Regions from separate parts of the Bos taurus genome. Here region 1 is linked to region 2. The links are chromatin contacts, called in public Hi-C maps. All regions are on one chromosome and are shown on one strand. Each heading gives the region's core, a stretch centred on a gene start, on an enhancer-like site or on the middle of the called end of the contact. The rest is flanking DNA. Distances are from core to core; before and after follow the strand shown. Region 1 holds the start of ENDOU (endonuclease, poly(U) specific). Region 2 has its middle 24 kb from the start of HDAC7.

Region 1 (2,995 bases), core at 145-2,644, 120 kb before region 2:
CAGCATCCCAGCCAGTGGGGAGGCCTGGGAAAGACTTCCCCCTCCAAAGTCTTTTCATTTAGTTTATTTGGTGGTCTCCTTACCCAAAACCTCGTGGGAAATGATTCCAAGACTAAATTCTGTATTTATATAAATTATTTTATGTAAATAAGTATTTATTATATCATATTAATATGATTAATATACTATATTATAATACAGGTAAGTATACATGATTTTATATGTATTTACATTACAGGTTTCCCTGGTGGCTCAGGGGTAAAGAATCTGCCTGCCAGTGCAGGAGACTCAGGTTCAATCCCTGGGTCAGGAAGATCCCCTGGAGAAGGAAGTAGCACCCAGCTCCGGTATTCTTGCCTGAGAAATCCCATGGAGAGAGGAGCCTGGTGGCCTACAGTCCATGAGGTCACAAAGAATCAGGTACGACTGAGTGACTAAATGACAATTTATAATCACAATCATAATCAAAGACCCAATTCTTTGAGATATCATTCCATGTAGGGTGCTTCTGATATATTATCTTATTTAATCCTTATGACAGTCCTGTGTAGGAACACCCTGGTGGGGTGCAATGGGTATCAAGCTCGGATTCTTTCTCCTCTGGGCAGAGGAGGCTTCCCACCACACCCCTCAGCTCAGCCCCCTCCCTTGGCACTCTCCCTGCTCACCCAGTAACCACCAGTTAACACAGCAGCATCAGCACCTGTCCCCTACCGAACAGGAACGTGTTCCCATCCTCAACACTGGTCCCATCCCTGCACCACTAGTACCTGGACTAGTGCCTGGACCTTTCTCCACTTTAGGTCCTCTACCAGGGATGAAATGGAGTCCTCTGACCACGTGGCCTGCCTCCTGGTCAGAGGCTCTATCCCTGGAGCCTGCCCACCGACTAAGGCTTCGTAGGGAAAAGTCCCACCCAGACAACTCACCCCTCACCCAGGTAGCAGAGGAAGTGACCAAGGGTGGCCAGGCCACGCAAACCTAGCCAGTCACAGTCCAGCTTCACACCATATGGTGGCCTTGAAAAACAAAACCTTGGTGAAATCAAGTCAAGCTGGACCAGGGTTGTTTGAGGCTCATCTTCTAAGGTGTCCCTGGCCCATCAGTCTAGTAGCTCCCTTCACACAGCCCATCTACTCCAGAGGCAACTCCTGCCTCACACCAAGGCTTTTGGACAGAGCTGGCCCTCCTTTATCTCACGACCCTCACGCTGTCCCTCCCAGGTCCCCCAGCTCTCTGCAGGACCCCTGTCATCCCCACCAGCAGTGACTTACCGGCCCAGGCCAGGCCACAGAGAATGGCCACTGTCAGGGGGACACAGGCCCTCATGGTGTCCAGTCGGAGGCCAGAAGGAGATGGCTGGTGGACTCTGACTAGCGTCCACGTGAATGTCACCGTTCTCAGGTGAGCCTTCTGGCCCAGGCTGGTCCTTTTAAAGACATCAGATCTCGTGGATCTGGTGCTTCCAGATCCTTTCAGGAAGGAAAAAAAGGGAGGGAGGGACTCCAGATGGAAGGAGGCGGGGAGGGGGTGGGGCCTGACAGCTGTTTGAAGCCAGAGGCAAGGTGACTAAGGAGGCAGGTAACGCCAGATGTTTAGAACAGGTAATGCTAGCTGTTCGTAGCTTAGAAAATAGGCCATGCAAGCAGGCACAGCAACTCGGGCCTAGTTTGGGGGGGTTCTCTGTCCAGGTGAGGAGAACTCATGGGCTTGTCTCTGGGTGATATCTTCTAAACATCCACCTACCTGAAAGCCAAGGGTCTGACCTTCCAAGGGGCTATGACTGGCTCCATCTTTGAACTCCAGGTGCTCAGCTTGAGGAATATAGTGAAAAGATCATTATGTGTTAGACAAATAGTAAGTGCTTAAGCAAGCTTTGGGCTTCCCTCGTAGCTCAGTGGATAAAGAATCTGCCTGCAATGCAGGAGATCTGGGTTCGATTCCTGGGTTGGAAAGATCCCCTGGAGAAAGAAATGGCAACCCACTCCAGTATTCTTGCCTAGAGAATCCCATAGACAGAGGAACCTGGTAGGCTACAGTCCATGGGGTCGCAAGAGTCAGACACGACTTAGCAATTACACCACCACCACCAAGCAAGGTTTGGGGCACCGGAAGGAGTGATCTAGGAGACATGGGTCAGAAACAAGTGCTGCTTTTACTACATCAAGCTGCACATAGCTACCTCATCCTTGAAATATCATGCAAATGGGCCTCTACTCTTACTGAGTCAGCATCTCAGGTTTTACCTGTTTTAGGTTCTCCCAAGCTCCAGGCTTATGAGGCTGGGGAGGGCAAGAGGCCTCTTAAAGGCTGCAGAAGGACCATCCTTCCCCTCCTCCTTCATCCTCATCCCCGTTACATTCCTCTCCCCCACGGACCGACCCCGCAAGACACAAGGCCCTCAGGACTCCCATCATCCCAGGCCCAAGGGCAGAGATGCAGCAACAAAGAGCTTCCAAGTTCTCCCCTCCTAATAAAGGTAAAATCTTCTAAGTAAAATGCCCTTTCCAGAAAGAGCCCTGCATGGAGATTCTCAGCTATCTCAAAAAAGAAAAGTCTCATAGGAAAAGCCAAAACTGATGAACAGTTGAGACCACACTGTAGTAATTTTTCTTGGGGTAGAGTCAAGGCAAGCACATCCTCCTCAACAAGTGCTTTTTAACAGTGGAAACTTCCTCTCAACTTCAATTTTCCTATCTTTGAAACAACGACGGGGTTATAGCTAACGATCCCTTCTAAGTTCTCAGATTCTAATTTTCAAGCTTCCTGCCCATGCCCTGGGGTGGGCAGCTGCAGTGAGTTAAGGAGAATCCCCCAAACCTCCCTGTGAGGAGATGAGACCAAACCGTGGACCCTTGGGGATGGAGCAGGCAGCCTGGGGCAAGCCACTTTGTAAGGGACTTGCGCCAGGAACATAATAAGGAGTAAGCCTCGCCCTTCTCTCCAGGAAGCCCAGTTAAAGAGACTAGGAGTCCTTTATTTGCATAAATGTTGT
Region 2 (3,215 bases), core at 70-2,569:
TCTTGCGGCTCATTGGGATTCCCCTCTGGACAGGATCCACTTAGGTCCAGAGAATACTGACTTTAGTTATGGGGTGGATAATATGTGTATCGGAGAAGGCAATGGCACCCCACTCCAGTACTCTTGCCTGGAAAATCCCATGGACGGAGGAGCCTGGTAGGCTGCAGTCCATGGGGTCGCTAAGAGTTGGACAGGACTGAGAGACTTCACTTTCACTTTTCACTTTCATGCACTGGAGAAGGAAATGGCAACCCCCTCCAGTGTTCTTGCCTGGAGAATCCCAGGGACGGGGGAGCCTGGTGGGCTGCCGTCTATGGTGTCGCACAGAGTCGGACACGACTGAAGCGACTTAGCAATATGTGTATAGTGAGGTCACTGGGGAAGCGAAGCTGGTAAAGAAAGACCATAATTGAAAGAAGCTGGGAACAGTATTAACTAGAGTTCCCGGTTTTTTGAATTTCTGTGCCTACCTTCCCATCTCTTTCCCACAATTTTCTCTCCAGCGGAGCGGTTTCAATTCAGGCCTATTTGGCTTATTAAGTTGCACACCTGCCCCCTGGTGGCCGAATGGAGCAATGACGCCTTCTCCCCTCGCCGGTAGATTTTCATGGAGCAGGAACTATGGCTTCCAAAGGCTGAGATCAGCATGGCGGAGTCAGCCAGATCCCTCCGGAGCTACTCCAGAGAGCGTAGCAGGGATCAATCGTTAGAGGGCTGGAGCGGTGTCAACGTCCAGTGAAAACTTGTTTGACCATCCCTTCACTCTGCAAGTTAATAATGATGCTGGCAGCATTTATGATAAGAGCTTTTCACAGATTGTATCACAACAATGAACTATAAGTGGGTACTATTATTGTTGCATTGTATTGATGAAGATTCTGAGACTCAAAAACATTAACTCACTTGCCCAAGGTCACACAGATAGCCATTGGCAGAGCCAAGACAAGGACCCATCAGTTTATGCCATTAAGTGTTTGGCTTCTGCTTGTGCTCCTGACAATGGCCTGTTTGCAGGTCTGTCTTCTTCCAGTGGATTGTGCCTTTCTTGGGGTGCAGCAGCTGTCCTATTCATTGCTGTATCCCCAGCACTGAGGCCAGGACTGGGTTTGTGCTGAGAGACACTGCAAGGACTGCACAACCAAGCTGGACCTTAGGGGGAACCGGGGGCCAGCAGGGAAGGTGCTCAGAGGCTCCAGACAATAGGGGTCAGGCACCTTCACAGAGATAAAAGGCGAGAGCAGGATATAGGGGGAGAGAAGGGAGTGGGGAGAGTGGCCAGGCAAATAGCCCAAACCTGTCCCGGTAGGGCAGTAGCACCACCTAGTGGTGGAACTCAACGTGACTTCGGGGCGGGGAAAACACTAGCCAGTCCAAAGCTCAGAAGAAGCTGGGAACAGTCCCCCCTGGAGGGAGCCCCGGGAACTGTTGCTGCCCACTCCCTAGAGCCAAAAAGAAGGGCCTGGAAGCGTGCTGGTCTTTCCGTAAGGCTTCAGGTTGTACAAAATGTGAAGAAACAACCCCCAATCCTTACCTAGTCTTGGCTGAAAAGAGGACACATGAAGTTCACACTCTTTTCTGGAGGGAAGCCTGCATCCAGTGACCAGGAATGTAAAAGCCAGCTCCCTCACCTCAGCTTGGGGCAATCTGAAGGGCCATCCCCATCTCTCAGAGCCTCCGTGAGGGCTGGTGGAGACCTCTGTGGAGACTGCACCGCAGCCCAGTTTCTCCCTCCACCCGATTCCACTTTCTTCCCTGCCACCCACAATGATGATCTTGTGACTACTCCGCGGTGAGCTCCCTGCACTTTAATCTACATTTGAGTTGGCTTCCCCAGAACCCAACGTGCAGCAGCACTGTCTCCTGAGTCACACACGGTGTGTCTCAGTGTATAAATTCCAAGCAGCTGTCTGGACCAGTGACCACCCCCATCCCTACCCCCAGTCTCTGCTCCACATCCTGCTATGCTTGCTGGTCAGCTGGAGCACCACTGCCCTCCAGGAGCCTCACAGACATCATGCCTACAGTGAGTGCCAGTTGGCATGAAGAGGCCTTCCCTTGGTCACACTGGGATGTCACACATCACCCTTGTCCCCTGCAGGGCCACGGGGCAGGCAGACAGACCCGAAGTGCATAGACAGCCTCCAGGGAACCTCAGTAGCAGCCAGAGACCCTGATCACCCCAGGCAAGCCCTCCCTGTCTGCTGGTCCCCAGAACTGAGGTAATCGGTATGTCCTGGCACAGTGCTGACCCATTTATGCCACATGAAGCTCTGAGCCTATCAGCTTTGTGATCTGTGAGATGCTTCTTACTAACATTTCTTCTGAGGAGCGGATGTATTCACAGCAGTCCCATTACAACGTTGCTTGATGTAAAGGGAGGATGTTCCCTAAGTAGCCTCTGGTGGTGGTGGTTTAGTTGCTCAGCTGTGTCCAACTCTTGTGTCCATGGGATTTTCCAGGCAAGAATACTGGAGTGGGCTGCTATTTCCTTCTCCAGGGAGTATCTTCCTGATCTGGGGATTGAACCCATGTCTCCTCCATTGCAGGCAGATTTTTACCACTTAGCTACCAGGGAAGCATTTGACACCTCTATATGGTGTCAAATACTTAGTGGCCATCTGACTGACAGATGGACAGAAACGTACCATCCATGAACAGGATGCATTGTGTAGACCAACCCTGTCCAACAGAACTTCCTGCAAAGAGGGAAATGGTCTGTCCATTCCCATAGGCCTGAGGCTACTGGGCACTAAGAATATGGTGAGTGCAGCTGAAGAGCTAAATGTTTACTTTTATTTAATTTTAATTTAAATAGTCACTTGCAGTTACCTTATTGAACAACACAGATGCGGACCCAAGGCCTGGAACATGAAAACTAAAAATCACTTTCTCCCAACTGGATGCATTCCTCTCTGTTTACCTGGAAAAGTTGATTGTAACACAAAGCCTTGGAGATCTTGTGTTCCTCTGGATCGTCTATAAAAATGCTAAATAAGAGCCTCCTAACAGTTTCTGGGGACTCGTCTCCACATTCCTCCTGCCAGAGATGTACCCTGGGATGGTATTTCTCTAAACTCAGTCACTTTTCTTAACAAAACAGCCCTCAAGCCCCATCCCCAATTCTTCTACTCCCATCCCATCCCCCACTGACATATTTGATTTGAAATCAAATTTTTCAGATGCTCCTGAAAAATTAAATCACATCCAGAGGTTCT

What was found. A called contact is a pair of places that touch in the nucleus more often than the background predicts.
Region 1: a contact with region 2 is called in a Hi-C map of skeletal muscle, with 4 times the contacts expected there. The contact joins the promoter of ENDOU here to the enhancer-like site in region 2. A contact is called at or near these places in 3 of 11 Hi-C or Micro-C datasets (liver, skeletal muscle and an unstated tissue).

Annotation. Positions count from the first base shown.
Region 1 is chr5:32,561,632-32,564,626 of ARS-UCD2.0, reverse strand. It overlaps ENDOU (endonuclease, poly(U) specific), which reads right to left and starts at 1,394. Exons shown (of 10, transcript NM_001102090.1): 1 at 1,275-1,394. The coding sequence starts at 1,329.
Region 2 is chr5:32,442,000-32,445,214 of ARS-UCD2.0, reverse strand. No RefSeq gene overlaps it. Among named protein-coding and RNA genes, the nearest start is that of HDAC7, 24 kb to the left of the region's middle. Within about 2 kb of position 1,319, at least 17 of the 102 cell types and tissues checked have an H3K27ac peak or open chromatin away from gene starts, as enhancers often do. A contact at or near this core is called in liver and skeletal muscle, where this site is marked.